2 separate regions of the Anser cygnoides genome follow, and region 1 is linked to region 2. A link is a contact called in public Hi-C data. All regions are on one chromosome and are shown on one strand. The core of a region is the stretch at or near the end of the contact, and the rest is flanking DNA. Distances in the headings are between cores, read along the strand shown.

The links. Hi-C and Micro-C count contacts between places; a contact is called where the count stands out from the background.
Region 1: a Hi-C map of liver shows a contact between it and region 2, with 2.1 times the contacts expected there. The contact joins the promoter of TEX264 here to the enhancer-like site in region 2. A contact is called at or near these places in 3 of 7 Hi-C or Micro-C datasets (all in liver).

Annotation. Positions count from the first base shown.
Region 1 is chr10:17,866,249-17,871,634 of Taihu_goose_T2T_genome, forward strand. TEX264 (testis expressed 264, ER-phagy receptor) reads right to left here and starts at 3,362. Exons shown (of 5, transcript XM_013201831.3): 1 at 3,131-3,362; 2 at 1,875-2,158. The coding sequence starts at 3,266.
Region 2 is chr10:17,947,010-17,952,330 of Taihu_goose_T2T_genome, forward strand. All of the region lies in intron 12 of USP4 (ubiquitin specific peptidase 4), which reads left to right. Among named protein-coding and RNA genes, the nearest start is that of EMC3, 23 kb to the right of the region's middle. Within about 2 kb of position 1,807, at least 1 of the 3 cell types and tissues checked has open chromatin away from gene starts, as enhancers often do. A contact at or near this core is called in liver, where this site is marked.

The DNA.
Region 1 (5,386 bases), core at 2,112-4,611, 79 kb before region 2:
GCTGGAGCGGAGCAGCCGCCTGCCCTGCCTGCCCGCCACATCCAGGCCCTGCTGAGGAGCTATTTTTGTCCCTGCCAGACGTGGGAGAAGCCCTTTGGGCTGCTAAATATTGAATAAAAAGGGAAAAAAATAGGGATATTAATATTAATCCCGTCCATTAAGACGCATAAATCAGTGCTGGCAGGGGTTCTGCAGCACTCGAAGCCACCACATGGACACCCAGGCGCGCACTGGCCTGCGCACAGCCAGGGATGCTGTGGGACTCACAGGGCACCTCTGCTGCCTCCTGCCCTCGGGGCTGCTTTTGGTGCCAGGTCACCACCAGCAAGGCCAGGAGGGTGCTGCTGCCATCCAGGGGGACCTGGGCAGGCTGGAGATGGGGGCTGGAGGAGCAACCCTAGGCCCCAGCACGTGCTGGGGAGCAGCCAGCTGGGAGGCGACCCAGCAGGAAAGGACCTGGGGGGGCCTGGTGGACACCGATGTGAGCGTGAGCCAGCCTTGTGCCCTGATGGCAAAGGTGGCCAGCGGTGTCCTGGGCTGCGTTAGGAGCGTTGCCAGCACATCAAGGTGATCCCTCCCCTCTGCTCAGCACTGGTGAGGCCACACCTGGAGAGCTGGGTCCAGTTCTGGGCTCCCCGGGGTGAGAGAACCACGGACAGGTGGGAGAGAGCCCAAGGAAGGGCCACAAAGATGCTGAAGGCACCAGAGCATCTCTCCTGGGAGGAGACACCATGTGCAGGGCAGGAACAGATGCATCTACACCATGTCCCTGGAGTGGGACAGTGCTGAGCACAGCTCTGCACCCTTCCAACAGCTGCAGCTGCTCCGCCTGCCAAGACAAGGCCCCTCCAAGCTACGTTTTCATGGACAAGCTCCTTCTAAGCAGGTCCAACCTTCGGGAGCACCACTTTGCAAGAAAGCAGAGGCAGGCATTACCCAGCCCAGGAGGGCTCCTAAAGCAGGGCCAGGCGCTCCAACACCCCGTAGCGCAGCAGCACGGAGCCAGAGCTCTTGGCCCAACCACTGTGCCCCCTCCGAGCCCCAGCGCACGCGCCCAAACACATGTGCAGGGCCACAGGCCCCTCCTGGCACTCCTCCCTTGCAGCATTCTTCCAGGGTCACACCAGCTACTGCAGAATTACTGGAGAGCCGGGCTGTCCACAGAGGCAGGTGCCTGCACGCTGCTATCTGGAGGCCCCGGTGCCACCCAGAGCCGGCAGCCAGGCCACTCGTCCCCCAGCAAGTTACAACGCGCTTGCATTTGCCACTGTTGCTCTCTGTGTCTCCAGAGCACTGAGCTCTGGCCAGTAGCCATCAGTCGGCACACGCCTGCTGCTCGCCTCCCCACCTGAGGCAGGCTGTGGAGCCCCCGTTTCATCAGCCAGGAGCCCTCAGCACTCGCCTGCTGAGGTTTCGGTAACAACTGTCGAGGGATGAAACGACTACGGGGAGCTTGGAAACACCAGGGAACGGCAGAAACAGGAGGAGGAGCATGGATGGGGACATAGCAAGGCGAAGAGACCACCTGCCTGGAGCCACGGAGAAGAAGGAGCCTTGGCTGCACTGCCTGCCGGCAGGTCCATCGGGGAACACATCGCCATGGGACCACAGGCACTGGGCTCTGCTCCGTAACCAAAGCAGAGGTACAACTTGTTCAGCAGGAGCCACCAGAGCTTTGTTTTGCTCGCCCAATGCCTTCCGGCGAGGGGTATCCAAGACACCACCCGCCTTCAGATGCGTTTATGCACAGATCGCCCCTCGCAGACCTGGAGACCTCACGAGCCCCAGTGCTCACTGAAGGAGGGTGAGCTGCAAGTGCCCGAGGCGGCGCCACGGAGGTACCCGAGCTGCAGACCCGTGCAGGCAGACCTTACCGTGTGCGGGTTGTCGTAGTAGACGCCGATGGAGCAGAGCTTCGACGAGATGCTGCAGCCGTCTGTGAAGAGCTGCCCCGATTCGCCATAGGGACCCACTCTGAACTTGTAGGCCAGCGTGATGCTGCCGATGGGCGGCGAGCCGGCGCTCACCACCACCTCTGTGAAGAGCCCCGAGTAGACAGCGAAGCCGAAGACGGTCAGCAGCAGCAGCACGACCAGCACCCCGATCAGCCCGAGGAGCACCCAGTCGGACATGATGGACACTTGGTGCTTCATAGGTCCTGCACGACAGCGGCGAGAAGAGAGGAAAGAGCGCAGGAGTTAAGCTTGCGCTTGGACAAAGCATTCAGCAGAAAGATCCCACGTCGTGCTCACCTGCTCCAGCTTGGTAACCAGACACCAATTATATTGCCTTGGTGCCTCCTGGGATTTCTGTGTTTATAGGGGTGGGGACAGAGAGGCGCCGGCCCCATTGCCCAGGAACCAGCGAAGCTGCTCGCCTCCAGCCTCGCACCCAAGGGAGATCGCAAGCAATCCAGCGAGCCCCTGTCACTGCACAGACCACAAGCAGACATACAACGCTGTGCTAAAGATTATGGGTCCTTAATCAAGTAATTTATTACTTACACACACCGGACCCTACATCTTGGCCAAGGCAGCCCCACTGACAAAAAACCTCGAGCCCAGGCCTTCGAGGGGCTGAGCAAGGAGCTGGTTCAGGGCTCAGCCCCATGTGCTGGGATCCAGGTGTACAGGGAGGCTCAGGAGGAGAACAAGACCCAGCTAGAGAAGCATCCCCAACACTTGGGATGGCTTTTTTCCAATCTAAAAGTTTTTAAAACCCTAGCCAAGGCTTCCCATTTTGTTTGGCATCTTTTTTTCCTCGCGCTGCCTGCGTGGCACAGCAGCCGGGGGGGCAGCTCCCGCTAGGTCCTACCCACAGCACAACTGGGAGCTGCGATCGGGCCCAGCAAGCGGGAGCTGTTTGTACTTTGTTCTCCCTCGAAACCCAGCGCTGGTGACAAGGGCCGTGCGCGACGGTCCTCGGGGACTGCTAACAGGAGCTACGCTTGAAACCTAGACCGCAAACAAACAATTCACCTTGAGCTCTGCCCGATAAACACGCTCGGTCCAAAACAAGTTTTTCACCTCTGTCACCGTGGGCTCAGCTTTACCAGGCACGAAAAGCCACATCCTGGTAAGGGGCACGCACGGCCCCGGGGAAATGGGGCTCGCGCCCCGACCCCGCTCACCTGGGGCACGGGGGTGCTGAGCCCAGCGGCAGCGCACGGCCTCGTCCCCCCGCGGCTGCAGGACCCACGCCTCTGCAAAACAGGAAAAAATAAATGTCAGCACTTCCTCCACGCTCGGGAGAGCCCCAGCAACCATCTTTGCCGGCACAAAGTCCCCTCACACCGGGGCCACGGTGCTCCGGGCCCGGGCAGGGCGAAGGGAGCCCCGGCGAGCGCCTCATCCCCCGGGGCCGGGGGCCGGGCACGGGGCAGCTCCGAGGGGGCACGGCCCGGCCCCGGCCCAGCTCCGCGATCGCCCGGGCCGCCCGGCGACCCCCCCGGCCGCGAGGCCGCCGCGCCTCCGCCGCCCGCGGGCAGCTCCGCGCCGCCGCCCCGGAGGGAGCGGAGCGGGGCCGGTTCTCGCTCGGCTCGGCCCGGCTCGGCCCGGCCCGGCCCGGCTCGGCCCGCCGCCACGGGCCCGGCCTCCCCGAGCCGGCCCCCGCCCCGCACCGGGAAGCGCCGCAGCGGAGCTCGCCGCCGGCCCCGCGCGGCCCCCGGGCGGCCGCCGCCCCCCCGGCACCCACCTCGGCCGGGCGAGCACCCCGCTGCGGCCCGCCCGGCCCCGCCCCGCGCCCGGGGAGGGGCTTCCGGCAAGGGGCAGGCGCTGGGCGCCGCGCTCAGGGGACGGGAGCCGGGGGGTGGCGTGGGGCTGGGGCCTGAGGGGAAGGCTCAGCTCCCGGGGGTGCTCGGACACTGCGGCAGGCCCCCCAGGGCAGCGGGCGCGGCCCCGAGCTGCCAGTTCGAGGAGCGTTCAGACAGCGCGCTCAGCCATCGGGTCTGGTTTTTGGTGGTCCTGTGTGGAGCCAGGAGCTGGCCTCGGTGACCTGGTGGCTCCCTTCCAATGCAGGACGTTCCGTGAACCTGTGATTCACCTTCACGTCGCATGGAGGGGCCCTGGCTCCACCCCAGCAGCAGCAGCCAGCCACGATGCCCTACGGGGCAGTCACCGTGCCCCAAACACCCCACACAGCCTTAGCGCGGCCCTTACAGCCTCTGCTGGAGGACTCCTGCCCCACCTGCCCCAGGCCCAGCTGTGGCCCAGACCCTGGCTTTCCCACCCTGCCCTCCCTGCAGGACTCCCCATCCCCTGCCCCCACCCTCCCATCTGTATCCCATCGGGGTCACAGAATCGTTTAGGCTGGAAAAGGCCTTCAGGATCATCAAGCCCTTGTGTGGTTGGATCAAGTTCAAGCATGGATGAGCAGCTGTCCTGCCCCTCTGTTGTTTCTTTCTCTGCTGGGGAAGGTGAGCTGAGCCTGGTGGAGTGCACTTGGGACGCAATGTAAGCAAACGTACACGGAAAGGATGCTTACTGCCTTGGGAACGTGGTGAAAAACAGCTCTGACTAACAGCATGGAAAAACCCACCCTGGAGGGGCAGGCAAGAGGTCAGGACAAGTTGCAGCTCCAGGGAATTTCCACCGCTACAAAACCAGCAGGACTCCATCTGAACTCCTTCCTGGCCTCCTGCAACACAGCAGCTCCACATTAGCGCCGATAAACAGACACCAGCACTTGGTCCCTTCAGACGAGAATGGCTGCAAGGAAGGCAGTGTGGAAGCACGGAAAACACTCACCCAGCAGGGGGGAGGCTGCCTGCAGAGGCTGAACCCGAGGCTCTTCCTGAGCCCCAAAGCAATGTTCCTCAGAGCAGGCTGCGCAACCCAATGACGCGGTGTCACTGTCCCTAACACGACCCGGCTGCCCCCAGACGTCCAAGATTTGCAACCAAACCGCTGCAGTGTTCAGATCCCCATGAACCTGAACAGGGTAGGATCCACTCACCAAAGCAAGGCCTGTACAGCATCTTGAGCAGCAGAAACTTTCAGCAGCAAGACCAGGAGGAATCGTCAGTTCAGAGACCAGTCCTTTTTGGTCCGATGCATGGCACCCTAAGATTTCTCAATAAATTTACCATTTGATAACCTTCACATAACCAGGCTCCTTGCTCCTGAAAATAGCTTTTACAAATCCTTCAGTCAGATGGGGGTCAGTAGGATGTTCCCAACCCACTTTTATTTCAAACCAATACATTGGTTCGAAAATAAACCTTTTCTCACGTTTATACTTACTTCATTCTCTGGTGAGTTTAATTATTTAAAATACTTTAAGGGGAAACACCTCCTTGTGGCTTTCATTTTGCTGGGATAAATAAAAGGAAAAAAGCATTCATACAAATCAGTCCCCATTCCCTTTCTCTACACCCACTCCATTTCGA
Region 2 (5,321 bases), core at 557-3,056:
GGCTTGTGCAGGAGAAGAAAAGCCGCTGTCAGCTGAGCAGAAGGAGCAAGGCTGTTCTTTTCTAGCTGGAGAATGATTTCATGAAATTACTTCTTACAAATACCTTGGTATAGAAATTGAGGCTGTTAGCTACCGCTCTTAAGTTGACTCAGGACTGTGAAGTTTCAATGTAAATGGTCAGTCTCTGGCAGTATTTTCTCCAGGTTTGTTTCACTGAAAGCAGTAGGCAAACCAGAGCTTGCATGTGAAAACAATATCCATGTTGCTTCGACAGACTTCTGATGCTCGAGTATAGTGCACTAGCCAGTGGGCAACACACATCTCAGTTCAAAATTCAGTTCCAAATCTAACACTCTAATCTTAGTTCAAACATCTAATACCGTAGAAGGTCTGTGCCCCTGACACTGTTTGTTTGTTTGTTTCATTTTTAAAAATAAAAAATGACAGTACTACTGTTAGAAATTTTGTTGTCTTGCTTTTGGCACCAGGGTCTGGTTACTGAGCAGAATGTCTTTCCTTGAAATGCTTTGCTTAAAAATATCACTGAGCAGGAACTTGCAGAGCATGGAGCAGGAAGAGTGTCGTAGCTGGGATGTACTCTGTTTTACTTAGAGTTGGCTTGACAAAGGAAGAGGTCTTTTGGCACAGGCATTTCAGTCTGGACTGCACTGTTGAAACAATATTTGTGAAATATGCAGTACATGGGATGTACAGAATATTGAACTTGCACCTTTTAAAAGTGATTTTAGTGGTCAGAAAGCTGTACTTTTTCCTGTTTTCACTCAAGATAGGGAGCTCGTCAACTTTCTGTGACTTTGCAGTGCATGTGGGCTGTTTTGAGACTTGCACTGTGAATTTTCATGTCCTGCTAAAGTGGTGGGAGGAGGAAGAAGAGTGCCCTTGCACTCCATTTGGACTTTAAGCTGAATGGACAGTAATTTTTTTTTAATTGATACTGGATGGCTAAGATGTATTTTTCCTTTCAGCTGATGTTTCTGTTTTATTGATTCTCATGGTATATTACCTGTTATGCTCTCTGATAGCAAAACCTCTAAAAAAAAAATAAAAAGAAAAATGAATTGCTACTGGACTTTCAAAGTGATAAGCATTCCAAAATGAATCTGACTCCATTTACACAAGAGGACAACGATGTTGGTTTTTTTTTCTCCAGTGGAGAGGGATTTGGGACTAGAATTCTCCAAGCCCATTCTATCACAGGGCCTTGTACTCATACCTCTCTTTGTGATAGGCTTGGAAACGTAGTATAGTCCTGATGGCAGAGTTATTAATATTTAGCATCAGCGAAGAGGTAAGGTACTTGCTGAAATAAAGGGTTTTGATATAAGGAAGGTTGCTGGCATGACACATGGAGCTGTGCAGCCAAAGAACAGTGGGACTAACCCACTTATTGCAGCATTGTAAACGTTTGTCTGCAGTCATGGTGGTACTGTGAGAGGACAGGGAGTTCTGTGGCAAATGACCAGAAAGTCACTCATGAAAAGGTGGTCTGCAAATCAATTTGACAAAATCGTTTCAGTGTTTGTGCTGAATGCTCTCATTCTCCAGGCTAAGCAGAGAGCAGCATTCAGCACATAACCAAAACGCTTACTATTTCTTTTTCTTAGGTTCCATGAAGTGCAGCCCCACTAGGACCTCCGGCTCCCGCTCCAATGTAACACCCCTCATGCACCATGCTGGTGATATCACATCACCCAGGGATCCCGCTGGAGCTCGGAGCCGGCCTACAAGGGGTCAGGTAAGTGCTACTGGAAAGCAGACTCCATGGCCCACTGCTATATGGGCACAATTCTTAGTATTTCTTCTTAGTTCCTAAGACCTAAGAAGAAAAATGTTTCGATTGATAAACCAGATCTCCCTGTTCTCTTAGCCTGGCTAATGGAGCATATAATGCAACGTGTATTGCTTACGTGGATGAAAGTTGCACAAATTGATTTGCAGGTCACCTTTAACCTATCAAAGCTGCATAGTTTAATAAAATATATTTGGTTTGGCATACGTACTGTGTTTTTTGCATTCTCTTACAATATGCTGTGTTTTATGTTTAGGTGGTCTTGAAAACCACAATTGGCTGCAGAAAGGTCAAGTTTGTTACTGTGAAGAGCTAGAACAGTTATTGCACTGTTAGGTCAGCAAACCAGCTAGCCCAGTAGTTTTGTGTGAAATCTAAAATGTGTGAGACTGTAGCAAGCTAATCTAGGAAGCTTGTTCTCAGTTGTTTGCTTGTTTACAAGAGCTTGTATCCCTTCCAGTATGTGTTTGTATTCTTTAACCTTTAGAAAAATCTTACTGGTTGAGTACCCTCATCCTTTTTAATCCTGCTCCTCTGCACGACTTGTAAAATCCTGTGACAGACTTCTAAAGGGCAATCTACCTGTTGTCTAAAAATGTTTTACTTTCAGTTTCATGTCTCCTAGTTCACTCGATTGTGTTTTTTCTCATGTTATGAAAGAAAGTAAACAGATTAGGAGTATCTCCGTTTCCCAGAAGAGATAGAATACGTGCTTTGTTTTCACTCAGGCTTTTTTTCTAGGCCTCTGTTCATTCTTATTGTCAACTTCTGAAAATACTGTAACTTCACAGCAGCGTGTCCGGGTTGATGTGGAATGGTAATCCTGTTCGGGTGGATCTGTTTGTCAGCTTCTTCAGTAGCATTTTTCTACCCTTCTCTGTTCACTTACAAAATATGCTTGTTTTCTTGGTTGTTGCTATGTACTGACCTGTGACCCACGCAGTGTTTTCCAGCTGTATTTAATGTTACATCCCAGTGCTCTGGAGGGAATGTTTGAATAACACACTGTAGTGTGTGTGGGTAGGTATGTGATAGATAGGTATCTGTGGTAGATATATTACCCTGGCATTTAGCTCAGACTGTCTTCTGCTTGTAGTGCCCTTTCACATTGCCCTGCCTTGTCTTTCCTGTAGTTTTTCATGTTCCTGTGCTCTTGCTTAATGTTAATTTGCAAAGGATCAAAAGTGAGCTACTTCATTGCTCGGTGCCTCCTTTGTGAATAGTAACCATAAGCCTGAAGCTTCCTGGTGCTCTTTTGTCAGGTTGAAGGCTGGTCAAGGCCATCCCTGTTTGCTGGTGCTTCACTGAAAAACATCTGTAAACAGCTGTCGTAAATTATAAAGGGAACGTTCACTGTGGTAGCTGGTGAGCAGATGGCTGATTTATAAAACCATGTTGTGTAATCTGGTGTAGCGTCATCTTTATCTTCTATTATTTCAATCAAATTCTAGGGTACAGAAGTACAGTTCATTGTCATCTAATTCCCTGTATCAGCTCTGTAGGCTTCCTTAAAATGTGGATAAAGTATTTTCTTAATTTCTTTAATTGATTTTTTGTATTCTTCTTGAAGAGATTCAGAAAGTGATCCTGATTCTGATACGTCTGCCTCTAAAACTAGAATAACAGCCGTTCTGCAGCGGAGTAGGTAGAGGGGCACTCGAGTAACCAAGCTGGGATGTTCTAGTAAGAAGTTTGCAAGACGCTCTCTTGAGGAGTGTTGTAAGGGTACAGCACGCTGGCTGTTTGTGGTGGATGACGCCTGTGTGCGGGTAATACTTAGCTTTTCATTGTTTCCCATCTGTTCCGTCACAGAGGCAGGATTTCGTACAGGACCTGCGTGAGGATGGAGTGTAAATGGGGGCTGCTTTAATCAGCAGTGTAGGTGGTGTGAGAGGCAGTCACCAGAATGCTGAGGAACGTGTACATCTTGGGCAAGTCGTGTACTGGTCTGTTTTGTAGGAGACCAGCCTAAAGGGTCTCATAGGACCTGGAGTTAATCATCGGTGATACTCTGAGTATTATGGTCTCCTGTTATTTAAACAGTACTAAGTAAAATAATTCAACTCTTTGTGGTGCTGTTTCTCAGGAAACTTCAGAAGGTGCAAACTGTATCCAGTGCTGTTGGTTCACTGAATAGCATCGATAGTGTAGAAAACCTCAGCAGTCATTGTCATTGGATTGTCATATGCACGCTTGCTCTTGGAGGGCTGTGCTAATCGCTAGTGCTCCTGGAGGCTGGGATGAAACTCTCTGAAGGGATATTTTTCTTCATGCTTTCTACTGACATACATAGACTCAGAGAAAGCTTCAAGCTGGGATCCAGACTTTTTTTCTAAATAGAATGAAGTAGAACTGCAACTCTGAAATTGTTCCACTCCCTGCCCTGCAAGGGTCTCCTGAACACAGGAGCAAAAATCTGTTTCTTGGCTCTCGAGAGAAAGAAAGTGGCTTCTCTGATGTAAGAGAGCTGTTGAGAGTTGGTATGTCCAGATATGTGATTGTGGTTATGTTTAGTGGCATCTTTTCAGGAAATATTTATTTTTCTTTCCTGAAAAAACTTTTCAGTTTTAATGAAAAAAGAAATATAAGCCTGGGACAGGTGACTCACCAAGTTAAAGAGCAGTATGACTTGGCATTCCTGAGATCTCATAAATATTTTCTAATGAATAGTCTCAGAAGACATATCGGGGTGAAAAATGCAATAGTGTTGGGCCATGTAGTTTTTTTGACACTTATAAAAGCGAGTATCTGATGTTGCTGTTTCATCCAGTAGCACAAGCTGTGTCTGTTTTCTCACTGCTCGCTGGAGCTGTTTGTTTTCATAGAATCACAGGATGATTTGTGTTGGAAGGGACTGTAAAGATCATGTAATTCCACCCACCCTGCCACGGGCAGGGACACCTCCAATCAGCCCAGGCTGCCCCCAGCCCCATCCAGCCTGGCCTTGGGCACTGCCAGGGATGGGGCAGCCTGGGCCAGGGCCTCACCACCCTCTGAGTGAAGGATTTCTTCCTTGTATCTCATCTAAACCTACCCTCTTTTAGTTTAAAGCCATTACTCCTTGTCCTGTCACCACACCCTCTGACAACGAGTGCCTCCACAGCTTTCCTGTAGCTGCCGTTAGGCATGGGCAGGCTGCTGAGAGGTCTCCCCGGGGCCTTCTCTTCTCCAGGCTGAACAGCCCCAGCTCCCTCAGCCTGTCTTCATAGGAGAGGTGCACCAGCCCCTTGTTCGTCTCTGTGGGCCTCCTCTGGACTCACTAGTACATCCCTGTCCTTCTTGTGCTGGGGGCCCCAGACCTGAGCGCAGGGCTCCAGGTGGGGTCTCACAAGAGCAGAGGGGGACAATCCCCTCCCTTGCCCTGCTGGCCATGGTGATTTTGGTGCAGCCCAGGATAGGGTTGGCTTTCTGGGCTGCAAGAGCACGTTGCTGGTTCGTATTCAGGTTTTTGTCTACCAGCACTGTCAAGTTCTTCTCTGCAAGGCTGCTCTTTATCTCTTGTTGCCCAGCC